Linked DNA regions of Mus musculus: region 2 is linked to region 1. The links are chromatin contacts, called in public promoter capture Hi-C maps. All regions are on one chromosome and are shown on one strand. The core of a region is the stretch at or near the end of the contact, and the rest is flanking DNA. Distances in the headings are between cores, read along the strand shown.

Region 1 (7,603 bases), core at 2,566-5,065:
CAGAGGAAGAGAGAGAGAGAGACAGACAAAGACAGAGAGACAGACAGACACAAACACACATATATACAGTGAGACAGAGAGAGGGAGAGACAGACAGAGACAGACAGATAGACACAAACCTATATACATAAAGAGAGACAGGGAGAGGGAGACAGACACAGACAGACAAAGACAGAGAGACAGACAGACATAAACATACATACAGACACAAACACACATATATACGGAGAGACAGAGAGAGACAGACAGACAAAAACACACATACACACAGAGATAGAGAGGGAGAGGCAGAGAGACAGAGACAGGAATTCCACCAGGGAAGAGCACTGTGTGGCCAGAGAGATGCAAAGGACAACACCTGAGACACACATATCGAAGCAGGAAAAGAAATAGAGATGAGCAGGGTTGGAGTGCAAGGCCCCAGGAGCACGCAGTTTGTCAGACACAGTCGACAAAGCTGCTACCCTAGTGCTTAGGAAACTTAGATAGGAGAATCAAATTTCTGGGCAAGCCTAGGCTATATAGCAAGACCTTGCCACAAAACAAAAAATAAAGTAGAGGCTAGAGATGTGGCTCAGCCATACAGAGCACTGGCTGCCCTTCCAGAGGACCCAGGGTGTGTGTGCAGCACCCACATGCTGGCTCACAACCATCTGTAAGTCCAGGTCCAGGGGATTTAATGCCCTCTTCTGGCCTCTGTGGGCATCATGAGTGAATGTGGCACAGACACACACGCAGACAAAACACTCACGTGTACATAAAATACAAAATAAGTAACCTAAAAGGGAAGCAGTGGCGTGCAACAGACACACGGGTGTGAACTCTGACATCACCAAGGACACAGGGCCCCGTCCTCACCCACTGCCAGGAGGTTCCTGAAGTTCTCCAGCATCACATCGTGGTACAGCTTCCTCTGAGCAGCGTCCAGCAGCCCCAGCTCCTCCTCGCTGAAGACAACAGCCACATCCCTGAAGGTCACCATCTCCTGTGACGGCAAGCACATGCCACCTCAGATTCATTCCCAATGCCACTAGGACCTGAGCAACTGCTTACACAGAGCCTGTTGTCTTAGGGCTTCTATTGCTGGGACAAAACACCATGACCAAAAGGCAAGTTGGGCAGGGAAGTTTGCTAGGCTTACACTTCCATATTCCTGTTCACTATTGCAGGAAGTCAGGATGGGAACTCAGGCAGTGCTGGATCCTGGAGGCAGAAACTAATGCACATGCCATAGAGGGGTGGTGCTTACTGGCTTGCTCAACCTGCTTTCTTATAGAATCCAGGACCATCAGCCTGGGGATGGCACCAACTACAGTGGGTTGGGCCCTCCAACATTGATGACTAATTAAGAAAATGCCTTAGCTGGATCTTATAAAAGCATTTGCTCAACTGACATTCCTTCCTCTCCCAATGCCCCTGAAGGGATAAAATGAGACCACAGAAAGGACCCAGAACACTGTATGATATGCACATATGCATTAAGCAGCCAATATATGTCCAACAACACTATCATCATTGTCTGCATGTTGACACTCATGGCCACACAGTGTTCCATAAAGGTTGCATTACACACACACACACACACACACACACACACACACACACACACACACACAAATATATATATGTGTGTATATTATATATATGACATGGTGTTCAGCCATGTAAATATATATTATATATATGTAGTTTATATAACATATATTGACTATAATGTACTGTCCATTTACAAACAGTAAATTTAAAACAAAAATCTAATTAAGTAAGTGAAAGTTTCAGACAAACTGCCATTTTTAATCATTTTCCAAAGTACTGAAGATTTTTTAAAAAATACTGAAGATTTTTCAAAAGTGTACATTTTAGGACAGAATACAGAGAATCAGGGATACCTGGTGACTACAAATTACGTGTGAAAATCACCACTGTTGTTAACAAAACAAGCGTGTAGTCCCTGGAGCTGAGGGTACTGTGTAGCTGGGGAGCTTGGCTGAACTCCATGTAAAATACCCGTGCATTTGTATTCATGCTGCAGTTTCCTGAATCATGGCTCCTGGGTGCTCAGCGGTGTCTAATAAATGCGCTGAGTTTCAGGGCTGCTGGGGAGTCTCCATCAGAGCACACAGCTCATTCGATCCCAGCTTGTCTGTACATGTGTCTGTGTGTCTGTCCTTTCTTCATTCCTCCATCATCTGAGTTGGGTCAACCACAGAAGCTGTGCGGAAGCCAGACGCTCCCTGGTTGTTCAGGATATGAATGCTCAGGAAGTCCAATGCAGGAAATGAGAGTGACCAGTTTTCTGTGTGCATGTGTGTACACATGTGTGCATGCATGTGAGTGTACATATGTACACAAGGGTACACATGCATGTACAGGCTACAGCCCAACCTCTGGTGTCCTTCCTCAGGTGCTGTCTAGGGTTTTTGTTTGTTTTGGGAACAGGGTCCTTCCGTGGCCTGGACCTTGTCAAATAGGCTACGGTGGCTGCAGAGCACTTGCCCAGCATGCAGGGGTCCTGTTTCCAATCCCTAGCACTGTGGGGATGGGGGAAGCAACCCGACTTACCTGTAACTTGGTCATTGTTCTCTTCTCTTTGAGACAAGGCAGGGCTCTGGGAAGCAAGCTGGGGGAAGAGGGGCTTCGTGAGAACACTGCTAGGACAGTTGGTCCACATGGCTTCCTCAGCTTCTCCATCAGCCCCAAGGGCTGTGCGCGCTGACCAGGCTTTTCTGCCTACTTCCCACTAATTGGTAGTGTAAGACTCTGGGTTAAAGTTAAGGGGCCACCCATGCCTCACCTCGCTCACCGCAGCGGGTTAGAAAAGGCCACATTTTCTATTTCTGGCAGCTTGTGTGTGTGCATGTGGGGGGTGGGGTGGGGGGTGCTGGGCACTCTTACCTTCACAAGGCTGCCTGTAGTGATGGGTTTTCCAGAAAAACAAATCTTCACTAAGCTCTGAACTCTATGATGCGTGCTGTGTCATGACTGACTACCACTCTCAGAAAGATCTATCAATTGTGACAGCTATCTTACATATTATTGTTTCCATACATGGAAATGATAGAGTCCTCTTTTGTATCTCCCTCTAAAAGACTTAATTACTAGTAAACATTGTTCATTTACAAGAGCCGCCACAAAGTCCAAAGTCTCTTTTCCCACAGGCATGAAAATAATGACCAATTAAAAAACAAAACAAAACAATAACAAAAAACGCTAAACCCTCTCCAAGGAATGGGGAGTTTGAGCCTACAAGATGGCTCAGCGGGTAAAGGAAACTGCCACTGAGTCTAACCTGCTGAGTTTGAGTCTCTGGGTACCATTAAGTTGACTCCCACAAGTTGTCTTTTGACTTCTTTTCTTTCTTTCTTTCTTTCTTTCTTTCTTTCTTTCTTTCTTTCTTTCTTTCTTTCTTTCTCTCTCTCTCTCTCTCTCTTTCTTCTAATTATTAAATACATTTATTTAATAACTTTAACAAAATAAAAATATTGTTTATTTAAATAAATAAATAAATAAATAAATAGGGGTGGAATCACATAAAAAGTAAAGTTGCATACCACTTAAGGATTCAGGACATGGGCCATCTCTCATCATAGCTCCCCTGCCAGGCTCCCCTGGGAAGCTAGCCTCTCCTGGGGCTCTGCAAGGGGCTGAGGTGTGTCAGTGTAGGGCAGCCCCGCCTCAGGCAGAGCCCAGCGAGAGAGGACCTGGATGCCGGGCTTGTTCCTGGGCCGCAGATGCGGTCACTGAGGGGATACATCAGGAGCACAGGCGCAAAGGAAATGCAGAGCGATGGCCCAGGTTTTCACCTCACAGGAAGCACTCACAAACATCCTCCCCTCCCGGGAGCGGAAACGACCTTGACCACTACTGGCGTTGGAACTACAATTCCCAGAATTCCTCAGTGGCTGCACTCTCTGGGGACTATATTCCCCGGAATGGCAAAGCTTCGGTGAACCTTTTTAACTAAGGGGATTCCTTTTGGTAGGTCGCTCTTCTGTGTTGCTTTTCGGTTTATTCATTTCTGAAATTCCATGAAAGTCAACTGTGGATACTTCTTTGTTTTTGTTGTTGTTTTGTTTTTCCGAGGCAGGGTTTCTCTGTGTAGCCCTGGCTGTCCTGGAACTCCCCCAGTAGTCCAGGCTGGCCTCGAACTGACAGATCTGTCTGCCTCTGCCTCCCAAGTGCTGTGATTAAAGGAGAGGGCCAGCAGATCTTGCTGTGGATACATTTTTTTTTAAAATTGAGATCCCATACTGTATTACATTATAAAAGCTAACAGGGAAACTGCACAGCTGCAGTTGCCTAATTAGGCAGCAGAGTCAGAGTTTCTGCATAGAAACCCCCTATGAGGGGTGGGGGACCGGCTCAGTTGTAGAGCACTGCCCAGAATCCCCTAGTGAGGGGCTGTGGGAGTGACCTGGTGGTAGAACATGGGCTATCTGGGCCACTCTTCTGTTGCTGTGAAGGGACATCATGACCAAGGCAACGCTTATAAAAGGAAACATTTAATTAGAGGCTTGCGTACACTTTTAGGGGTTTAGTGCATTATCATGGCAAGAGCATGGCAGCAGCGGGCATGGGAGGGAGAGTTAAATCCTCATCCATACTGGAGAGACAAAGAGACACATGTGCTCTTAAAATCTCTAGCCATGCCCAGTGATATACTTTCACCATCAAGGCCATACCTCCTGTCTTTCAAATCCTTTCAATGAGTTCTACTCCCTGGTGACTAAGCATTTTAACATGAGCCTGTGGGGGGCGTTCTCACTCAAACCACAACCTGCCCAGCATCCTCCAGTGGGGGCTTGATCCTTGACCTTCAGAGCCCTGGAGCTGTCAGAAAGAACTCTTTATCTGAGATACAGCCTGGGGGAGTCCGTGGGAGCAGCATAGGTCTGAACCACAGATGGACCTGGGTCATGAAGGACAGCCCGACCTAGACCTAGAGGGGAAGGAGGAGAAGCAAGTCATTCACAAGTCAAGTTTAGTAAAGACGTTCAAAATATTGGTTACAGTATAAACAAACAAACAACAGCAAAAGCTCTGTCCCCACAGAATGTCAGGGCCCATAATTCCAATTGCACACATTTCAGTTCACTGTACTAGGCTAATAAATATAAGATGCTGACTGAAGGCCCCTTTCAGGAATACTGAGGAACACAAATCAATATGAATGCAGGTTGGAGACGGGTGAGCATTTTCAAATGAGTCTTACTTACAGGGCCCCTCTCCACTTGCACCGGAAATGGCTGAGTCCTGAGCACATGCAGCTCTGCACCTCAGATACAGAGGGGCTTCCTGTGAGAAAGGGACGCGTAGGTCAACGACGGTTCTGCCAGTCACCAACGTTGGTTAAATCCTTTCCTGCAGCCTTTCTCTGTAGACTTGGATGGATGCTGAGATTTCCCTGCCAGTGTCCTGTTGTAGATGGCGCTGGTGCTGTTTGTATTTTGATGCTAATTCTGCTCTCCTGGGAGGGGTTGCGGACAAGGAGTGAGTCATACACTCAGGCTTCTTGTGAATCAATCCCCTAATGAATAAAGGAGTCAATCACTGAGCAAGTAGGGGCGACTTCCAGGATGCACGGAGGAAGAGAGGAAGCAGGAGAGTTTGGTCTTTTTCGACAGGGATAGTGTGAGGACAAGATGTAATTACTAGTGTCTCCTGGTTTCAATGGCGGATCCGTCAGGATTCGCAACCGGAGGATTTAGATTTAATATGGCGTACAAGATTTTAGCTGCTGTGCCCAGTGATTGAGTTACAATTTTTTTTTTCTGAACTAAGTTTGTGTTGCATTTTCCTTCTTGTGGCAGCTCGTCTGGGTTCAAAAGAGAAAGGTACGAAGGCAAAGCGTGGGTTTGCCAGATGTGCACCACAAAGGCCGTGTGGGTTTTGAAGCATAGGGTTGGTATAGTAGCAACCCGCCAGTGGGAACTTAGCAAGCTGGGTGGAGAGATTTTGGAGCTCTGACTCAGAGAGTCTCCAGGAGTTAAGAACTGGCTGGTGGGACTGCTGGGGCTGAGAGTAGCTGGGAGAAGTGCGGAAGCTTGGCGTTCATTTTATATTTCCCGCAACAATGATAGGGCAATTTTCCACTCGTCTGTGATTTCTGACATTTGTAAAGAATCTCCCAGCTGAGCATTGGTGCCACAAGCCTTTAATCCTGCACCCGGGAGGAAGAGACAGGTAGATTTCTGAGTTCAAGGCTAGCCTGGTCTACAGAGCACATTCCAGAGCAGCCAGATCGACAGCTGTCTTGAGAAAATAAAAGAAAATTAAAAAAAAAAAAAAAAAGAAAGAAAGAAAGAAAGAAAAGAAAAGAATTGATTTCCCATAGAGAACCTTGTCTATAGGATGAGATTTTTTCTAACTCAGCTATCTCCCGAAATAATTGAGACAGAGCCCTATAGACTTATTCCACAAGCTTTAAGCACAATAACTGAGCAGATATTCCTAACCCTCTATGCTGTCTTAGCTGTTTCCCAGCCACACACACGTTACTTGCATTTAGTCTCACCTTAGCTTTCTCTGCTCTGTCTGTCTGTCCTCAAGGAGCACTCCCTTGGCAAATCTGCCTCATGCCTGACATCATGGTGACTCTGTTCATCTTCTTCACCTGACCTGTGGCCCTCTTCTTCCTCCTCCTCCTCTCTCTCAGGTCCCTGGCTTGGATCGGAAGTTCAGCCTAATCACTGAACTAATCACTGACTGTTCAGCATTTTCTTAGCCAATCAGAAATAACCGGGCCACATTCTTTACATCACATTGATACAGGAGATGCTGAGAAAAGTTGCTAACAGGGAGTGGAAGTAGCTCAGAAGAAAGAAGTTTGTCGCAGTCAATAAAGATGAAAAATGAATTGGAGATCTGAAGACAGCTTTGACATCAGCCATGGAGATGCAGAGTTTGGAGTTTGCCCAGCTGGTTTCAAGTCTTTCTTTGGGGATTACAGTTAAGTAATTGGATGACTCTCAGAAGAGACCTTAAGCTTTGGGCTTTTAACATTGTTGACACTGCTATAGATTATGGGGACTCTAGAAGTTGACTAATTGTATTTTGCATTATATTGTGTTTAGTTATGGCCTCCAATGGACTCATATGTTTGAACAAGCCTATGGGGGCCAGGGAATGGAATGTTATGGTTTGTATATGCTTGGCCCAGGGAGTGGCACTATTAGAAGGTCTAGTCCTGTTGGAGTAGGTTGGCCCTATTGGAGTAGGCATGTCACTGTGGGTGTGGGCTTTAAGACCCTCATTCTAGCTGCCTGGAAGCCAGTATTCTACTAGCAGCCTTCAGATGAAAATATAGAACTCTCAGCTCCTCCTGCACTATGACTGCTTGGATGCTGCCATGTTCCCACCTTGATGATAATGGACTGAATCTCTGAACCTGTAAGCCAGCTCCATTTAAATGTTTTCCTTATAAGAGTTGCCTTGGCCATGGTGTCTGTTCACAGCAGTAAAACCCTAACTAAGACAAGGGCCAAACCTAGTCAAACCACCACATTTCACACCCTGGCCACCATAGGATTGTAGCCATTATAATGCAAAAATGCATTTTTTTCCAAGTTCAAAAATCCCACAGTCTACCACAATCTCAATGTTT
Region 2 (7,603 bases), core at 2,127-4,626, 190 kb before region 1:
TACAGTACAGGTTTAAGGCTAGCTTGAGCTATGTGAGACCCTGTCTTACAACAAAACAAAATAAAAACTCAAGACCAAGCAACAACCACCAAACTAAACACCACCCCACCACCGCCAATCCCAAAAACAAAGCAAAAAATATTTATCTGAGTTGCACACAGCCAATTTATCCCCATCGCCAGGGTTGCACCAACACTGTAAACAATTCTCTTGGGTTTATTACTTTGTGTGCACGAGAGTTTTGCCTGCATGTACATCTATGTACCACACCCATGCTTGCTGCCCGAGGAGCAGGTGAGCCACCAGGTGGATGCTGTGAATGAATCTCGGTCCTTTACAAGATCAACAGGTGTTTAGTTATGCATCTGTGGGTGTGTGAGAGCCTTGGCTCTCCTTCCGGAGCTGGGGGTCATGGGTGGTTGTGAGTCACCCCATCTGGCTGGCTACCTGAACTGAACTCCAGGCCTCTGGAAGAGAAGAGCGGCTGGTCTTAAATGCCGGGCTGCCTCTCCACCCTTGTTAGACGTTTAAACTTTTGTATATCTTTACAATCTGGAGAGAGATGGTTTCCTGGCCTATTGTTTGCTATCGGTTGTTGGGGGGGTGGTCAGCCTCACCTTGCCATTCCCGAAGCACGGTAGTCCTGCAGAGGTCCTGGCCCAGAGCACACTCCTCTACCAGGCAGCTCTGGTTACTCTCACACTGCATGCACTGCAGGCCCTGGGAGGCTGGGCGAGAGGAGAGGAGAGGAGAGGAGAGGAGTCAGAGGTGATGGCCAGGGTCTGCCTCCCACCCCACCATGGTGTGAAACTGATCTAGGCCTGTTCCCCTTGGATGCATGCATTGTGCCCTGATTGCCCATGGTCCACTCCCTCTCTCTAAGATCTATATAGTCCAAGCTGACCTCAAACTCACAGCAATCCTCCTGCCTCATCCTCCTGTGTGTGAGGATTACAGACAGGCATCACCTGCCATTCATTCTAACTCTGCACTTTTGCCCCCTTCCTTCCTTTTTTTCCAAGACAAGGTTTCTCTGTGTTACCCTGACTTTCCTGAAACTTGCTCTGTAGACCAGGATGGAGGCCTTGAACTCACAGAAATCCACCCACTTCTGTCTCCCTAATGCTTGAATCAAAGGCATGCGACCCCCCCCCCCCCGCCCCATCTCCCAACCTCTAACTCTTCTTCTTTCTAGTTCTTTTTGTCTTTTTTTTTTTCCAGAGCTGAGGACCAAACCCAGGGCCTTGCGCTTGCTAGGCAAACCCTCTACCACTGAGCTAAATCCCCAACACCTTCTTTCTAGTTCTTGAAAGGACTTTCTACCCTGGGTCCCATTTAGGTCCTGTGTCCTCTCTACTTGGTCAGCTCTGGACATTGGATCTTTATCCCTTGTCCACCCATTCCATCCTCTTCCTTAGCTACTCCTCAGGATTCTCTCCAAGACATGAATCTTTCCTCCTGAAGCTCTAACCCTGCCCAGTAGCCCTCCAAGATAATCAACTGAGCTTACCTCCAAAAACATTCTCTCCCCCTTCCCCGACACTCTCCTAGGTTCTAGTCCCAGCCCGTAGCTCCTGCCTGTCTCAGAGTCTCCAGTTCTGCCCAATATTCTAGCCCTGCCCCTGGCTTCCTTAACCATGCTTAATGCTTCCTTCTAGACGCTAGTTCCCATACTCTGGCTCCTTCCCTAAATTCTCTTCCTACCTTTATATTATTTTATTAAATATTTCTGAAATGTTTTCACTATTTATGGCTGGTCACTATTTATGTAAACCAGGCTGGCCTTAAAGTCAGAAATCCACCTGCCTTGGAATTAAGGCTATTTTCCCATCACACTCTACTCTGTTCTTGGTAGACTAGCCCTGCCGGGGCTTAACAGCACACAGCCCAGCTGTTCTCACCCTCAGGAGGGGTCATATATCCGATATTCTGCCCATCAGATATTTACATGAAGATTTCTAACAGTTGCAAAATTACAGTTATGAAGTAGCAACAAAAATAATTTTATGGTCGGAGGTCACCAAACTGTGAGGAGTTGTATTAAAGGATCATAGCATTCGGAAGGTTGAGAACCACTTTCAAAGACCCACCTCAGCCCCCAAACGTTTGTCCCACCCCAGGACCGAAGTCCCTCCTGCAGGTCTTCACCTAGGCCACGTCTCGCCAATGTTATAGCCCCCCGCCTCAGACTGCCCAGTTTTTTTTTTCGTTTTTTTTTTAAAGATTTATTTATTATTATGTGTAAGTACACTGTAGCTGTCTTCAGATGCACCAGAAGAGGGCGTCAGATCTCATTATAGATGGTTGTGACCCACCATGTGGTTGCTGGGATTTGAACTAAGGACCTTCGGAAAAGCAGTCCGTGCTCTTAACCACTGAGCCATCTCTCCAGCCCCCGACTGCCCAGTTTCTAATCAGAACTTTTGCACCAGCCTAGCCTTAGTCTGGCCCCCATTTCCCAGACAAGTTCCAGGAACAGAAAGGCTAAGTAACTGTCCTGAACCACACAGCCAGTTTTGACCCCAGGTGGCAGCCCCACTCCAGGGTCCCCTCCTCCCGGGGTTGGATTTCACAGTAAGAACTGTCCTGTCTGAGCCCCGAGATCCGGTCTGCAATTTAGAGCCGGTCCCTTTGTGCCAGATATCCTTTCTTCAACAAGAGCCCCTCCCCTTTGCACCCCCACCCCTCCCCCCTCTAGCTCCCAGACCACCCAGGCCCCGCCAGAGATCTTTTCCCACCCCATTAATCATCTCCGGTCTCCCGCGGACTAGAGAGGGCTTTCCGAGTTATTCACCGTGCCAAACCCTGACTCAATTCCTTCCCCATTTCCCTCTACTTTCTCAACACCATTTCCCCCGCATTTCCTGGAGGAAGAAGGCTGAGGACATAACATAGTAAAAGACAAGTGTATTCGAGGGACAGGCCCTGGGCTCCCGCTGAACTCTGTGGACCTTTGAGATGTAGACCCCTGAGCCCCTGTCTTGTCCCAAAGTGGGATCCCCACACAGACCAAAACACTGTGGGGAGTGGCTGTGAGGTCACATGTCCAGTTATCATTCAACCCCTAGCTGTGAGGCTTTGGACCAGCTTCTTAACCTCTCTGTTCCTCCGCGTCCTCCAGTGTGCCAGGCACTGTGCACCAGGGATCAGCGTTTACTAAATGAATGCCTGCGGGAGTCTGACTGTGCCACGTGGAGCCTGAGAACACACCCGGAGAATAGCTGGATAGAAGGGTGGAGCGCTGGGCCATCCTCCTCTAGCTCACGCCCGGTGCCACCACGCAGCTCTTACCTGGGACACAGGTAGTCGCCAGCAACAGCAGCAGCAGCAGCCGCCTTGGGAGTCCCATGGGTTCTTCCTTCACCTCTGCTCTAGACTGACCGAGGGGAAGAAGACAGTTTTGTGACCCTAGGGCTCCTCCCACTGTTTGCTAAAGAGTGAGTCAGCTCCAGGGGTTGCCTCGCCTCCCCCCGCCCCGCCCCCGCCCCCCCCCCCCAGCCCTTCCTCTTCCATAGTTCAAGAAACTCTGCCCCTTCCATACATAGTAAGATGCAGTCTCAAAAAAGGAGGGAGGGAAAGAGGGAGGGAGGAACGGAGGGAGAGAGGGAGGGAGAAGGAGGGATGAGGGAGAGAGAGAGAGAGAGAGAGAGAGAGAGAGACTATGATGGAGAAAGGAAGACAACCAAATAGCAAGGGTTAGAATCCTCTCTAGCCTTGGCTATTTCTTACCAATCAGAGTTTATGTTTTCAAAGTTTGTTTTATTTGAGTTTCTCCAGAGAGAGTCTTGCTATGAAGACCAGCCTTGAACTCAGGAACCTCCTGCCTCAGTCTCCCCCGAGTCTGGATCATGGGCACGCTACCATCCTTGGCCGAGGCGGTACAATTCCATGTAGGGAAATCATGTGGAACACTAACTTGCCAAACTAGAGGGCAAAATTCCTTCAGCTCCTGACCAAGGACCTCCTGGGTACTGGGCACTGTTCCAGGAACTGGAACACAGCAGGAAACACAAGGACGCCACCCTCTGCCATTACGATGGGGAGGATACATTAGTTATCTAATCTCTCCCATCAGTCGGAAACCAGGGGAAAAACAAGTTGAAAGAGGAACAAACTGTAGGGAGAGAGGTAAATGGCTTAATTGCTTTGGGAGGGTGATGCGGAGGGCAGCCAGGAAAGGTGTGCAAGAAGTCTAGTGGATTCCTACAGAAAGCCTTTGAGGGAGAGGAAAGAGTCATCGCAAAAGCCCTGAGGGCAAAGAATCACTCAGAGCGGCTCAGTGTGGCTGATGAGTGGGAACCAGAGAGAGCAGAGAGCAATGAGTAGCACCCGTACAGTAGTGATGTCACTGCTGTGAGTACCGAGTCACTGAAGCCTGAGCTGGGAAACACGGAACCCAAGGTCTCCTGCAGGATTGACAAGGAGTCTACCACTGAGCCACGCCCCCAGCCCCTCACTGGGGGAGGCTAGGCAGAGGCTCTACCACTGTGCCACGCCCCCAGCCCCTCCCTGGGGGATTCTAGGCAGGGGCTCTACCACTGAGCCACGCCCCCAGCCCCTCACTGGGGGATTCTAGGCAGGGGCTCTACCACTGAGCCATGCCCCCAGCCCCTCATTGGGGGATTCTAGGCAGGGGCTCTACCACTGAGCCACGCCTCCAGCCCCTCACTGGGGGAGGCTAGGCAGAGGCTCTACCACTGAGCCACACCCCAACCCCTCACTGGGGGAGGCTAGGCAGGGGCTCCACCACTGAGCCACACACCCAGCTTGGCTTGATTTAATGTCAAGATAAGGTAAAAGGTGAAAAATAAAAATAAAAATGCCCAAATAAAGTTTTCCTCTAAGAGGTCCTAACTGAGAGAGTAGGGGGCTGGCCCCAGACTGTGAGGGCTGTGTGACTTACTGATCATTAGCAGGTGTCTTTCTTAGCCTCTCTGTGCTGCAAGCTCATCTGGAAGGTTGAGACAGCAAAGGTCTGAGAGGAGCCCTGAGAGAAGTGAGAGAGATCCTGTTTCATATGGAGGAGGAAAACAAACTGTGATTGCTTTAGGGCCTCAGGCGTAGTATATGCTCAATAAGAAGGTGGTTGTCTTGAACATATTCATTCCTAACTCTAGAATCTGTCAATTGAAAAGCTTTTGCTGGGGGCTGGAGAGATGGCTCAGCATTTAAGAGCACTGACTGCTCTTCCAAAGGTCCTGAGTTCAAATCCCAGCAACCACATGGTGGCTTATACCAATCTGATGCCCTCTTCTGGGGTGTCTGAGGACAGCTACAGTGTACTTACATATAATAATAAATAAATTTAAAAACATTCTACAAAGTTGATTGACTAAGCGTAGAGTTGGAATGTTACAGGTCCAGAGCCAAATTTATGGTAGGCTACCTATGTTTTTTTAAAATAGGTATGTATTGCTTTTCTCGGTGTTGGCTCTAACATTCGGGCAGCTGCTGGATAGTTTGGGGGTGTGCAAACACATCCCCAGCTTCTACCAATCTAAAGGCTACGAACATCATCAGAGAGCATCTGAGGTCTATAGTAGAATTTTCCCAGTTTGTTCTAAGCCTCAGCTTTGAAAGTTGCTGTGAGATTCAGCCTACTTCATGCTGTCGCTCTGAGAAGTTCATGTAACCGTGGGTGCTTAGGGGATCACGAATCTGTGTCCCCTGGCCATGGTCACTCACGTTTGGCTCCAGAATGCACTCATCCTCTGGGGAGAGGTGTGCTTTATGGCAGCTGGCCCAACCTCTCTCCCAACCCTTCCCCCTACCCTCCTGCCAGAGCTCTTGCTATGTGACAGGGAAGCTGGCCCCAGCCTGGGAGTCTGAGGTCAGTGTTTGTCATGCTGATGGTGGCCAGGATGGGCCACTCCCTGGTTGTGTCACCATAAGCCAACACAGTTCTCTGTTTCTTTACTTGGAAGACTGAACATTGGTTGGGGCTGGGTTGGGGCAGTGTTTGCCTAGCATACAGAGCTTGGGATCCAGTTGCCACCATACCTGTCCACCAGAGTTCTGGAAGCTGAGACAGGGGCATTAGGCGTGCTGGCATTACTGGCATATGCCACCTCTATCTGCCTCTGCATAACTATCTCTCTTTCTGCGTCCCCTCCTCAGTTGTCTGTTTGTCTGTCCATATCTTCTTCCTTCCCTGTGGGTTTGTACCACTCTGACTTCTGGGAGGTTCCAGTCAGGAGTAGAAGGAAGGGAGAGAAAAGTGCCAAGTCACTGATCCCCTGTGTAGAAAAATTGCAGGAATGTCCACTCCTTCCTTCTGGTGACTCACCTGGCCTCACCCTGCTGCTGGGTTGTGGGCGAGGTCCAGCGCGTGGGGGCTTCCCCAGCCTGAGGAAGGAAAAAAGACTATATAGGGATAAAGGTGAGAGTGGGGGGCAGAGGAGATGGAGAGGAAGAGAGGGAGGAGGAAAGAGACAGGGGAAGGGAGAGGGAGGGGAGAGAGAGAGAGAGGGAGAGGGAGGAAGAGGGAGAGGGAGAGAGAGAGGGAGAGAGAGAGCAGAGTCAGGAGTGAAGGGAGCCAAGGGTTAGAGGGAGAGATGACCTGGGAAGGAGAAACAATAGATGAGAGAAGAGTCTGAGCGGGCTGGGGTGCCGCTCAGTTGTAGAGCACTTGCACGTGAAATGGGCCAAATCAAACCAGATTAGATTAAATTCAAGTTTATTGGGAAGCTGCTCTCGGACGAGTTCACTGGACCCAAGGACTGAAGCCAGGGGAGTCGCCATGGGGAGGGGGAAGAGGAAGAGAGACAAAGAGAGAAGAGAAGGGGTGTGTGTGTGAAGAGAAAGACCAAATGTCTGGATTATATAAGGAAGAATCCCTGGGGGAAGGGCAGCCCAGCCGGTGTACGAGAAAGTTCAGGGTATGCCAGGTAGGGACTGAGGGATGCCGGAGAACCTGGAGGCCAGGTCTGCTTTGGTGTGTAAAATTCGTACCTCAGTCTCTTGTCCCAGGGTCCGAAGCCAAACGTTGCCTAGGATACCCTGGGTCCTGGGTTTGAGGGGCGGGGGGGGGGGGGGAGAGCCGAGGCCACAGAAGGCAGTGGGGTCCCTAGAACCAGGGAGTTCCACACACGAACCATACCTGGATCATCTGTAAGAGCAACTGTAGCTGCCGAGCCATCTCTCCAACTTCCCACCTCTTTAAAAATTAGCACTGGGTGTGGTCCGAGAGGACCCGAGGCCTCACTGGACACCAGACACATAGCTAGTGCACATACAGGTACAAAACACTTACACTTATTAAATAAATAACCCCTTAATTTTTTTTTTTTTTTAAAGATTCTAGCTAGGGGCTGGACAGATACCTCAGAGGATAGGAGGGCTTGCTTCTCTTCCAGAGTTCTCAGTACTCACGTGGGGTAACTCATAGCCACCTGTAGCTGCCCGCAGCTACATGAACTGGGTTCCTGAGAGAAAAGCTGGGGCTGGATGGGAGAGAGAAAGAACGAGACCAACACAAGTTTCTGATCAAGGCTCAAAGTTTACTTCTTGAGTCTGAACTTTAAAAGGGGGGGGGGGGGAAGCCCATCCCCCACCACGCCAGGCTCTCCTTGCTACGGATCGGATCGGCCAGGAAAACAGGTTC

What was found. Promoter capture Hi-C pulls out the DNA fragments that hold promoters and counts their contacts.
Region 2: a contact with region 1 is called in a promoter capture Hi-C map of liver, with 2.9 times the contacts expected there. The contact joins the promoter of Plaur here to the promoter of Zfp93 in region 1. A contact is called at or near these places in 4 of 39 promoter capture datasets (liver, pre-B cells and stem cell-derived epiblast-like cells), 1 of 115 datasets of contacts at active chromatin or transcription factors (embryonic stem cells) and 1 of 9 other capture datasets (liver).

What each region holds. Positions count from the first base shown.
Region 1 is chr7:24,266,630-24,274,232 of GRCm38.p6, reverse strand. It overlaps Zfp93 (zinc finger protein 93), which reads right to left and starts at 3,815. Exons shown (of 4, transcript NM_009567.4): 1 at 3,552-3,815; 2 at 2,563-2,620; 3 at 859-985. The coding sequence starts at 2,577.
Region 2 is chr7:24,458,256-24,465,858 of GRCm38.p6, reverse strand. Plaur (plasminogen activator, urokinase receptor) reads right to left here and starts at 3,376. Exons shown (of 7, transcript NM_011113.4): 1 at 3,292-3,376; 2 at 618-728. The coding sequence starts at 3,349.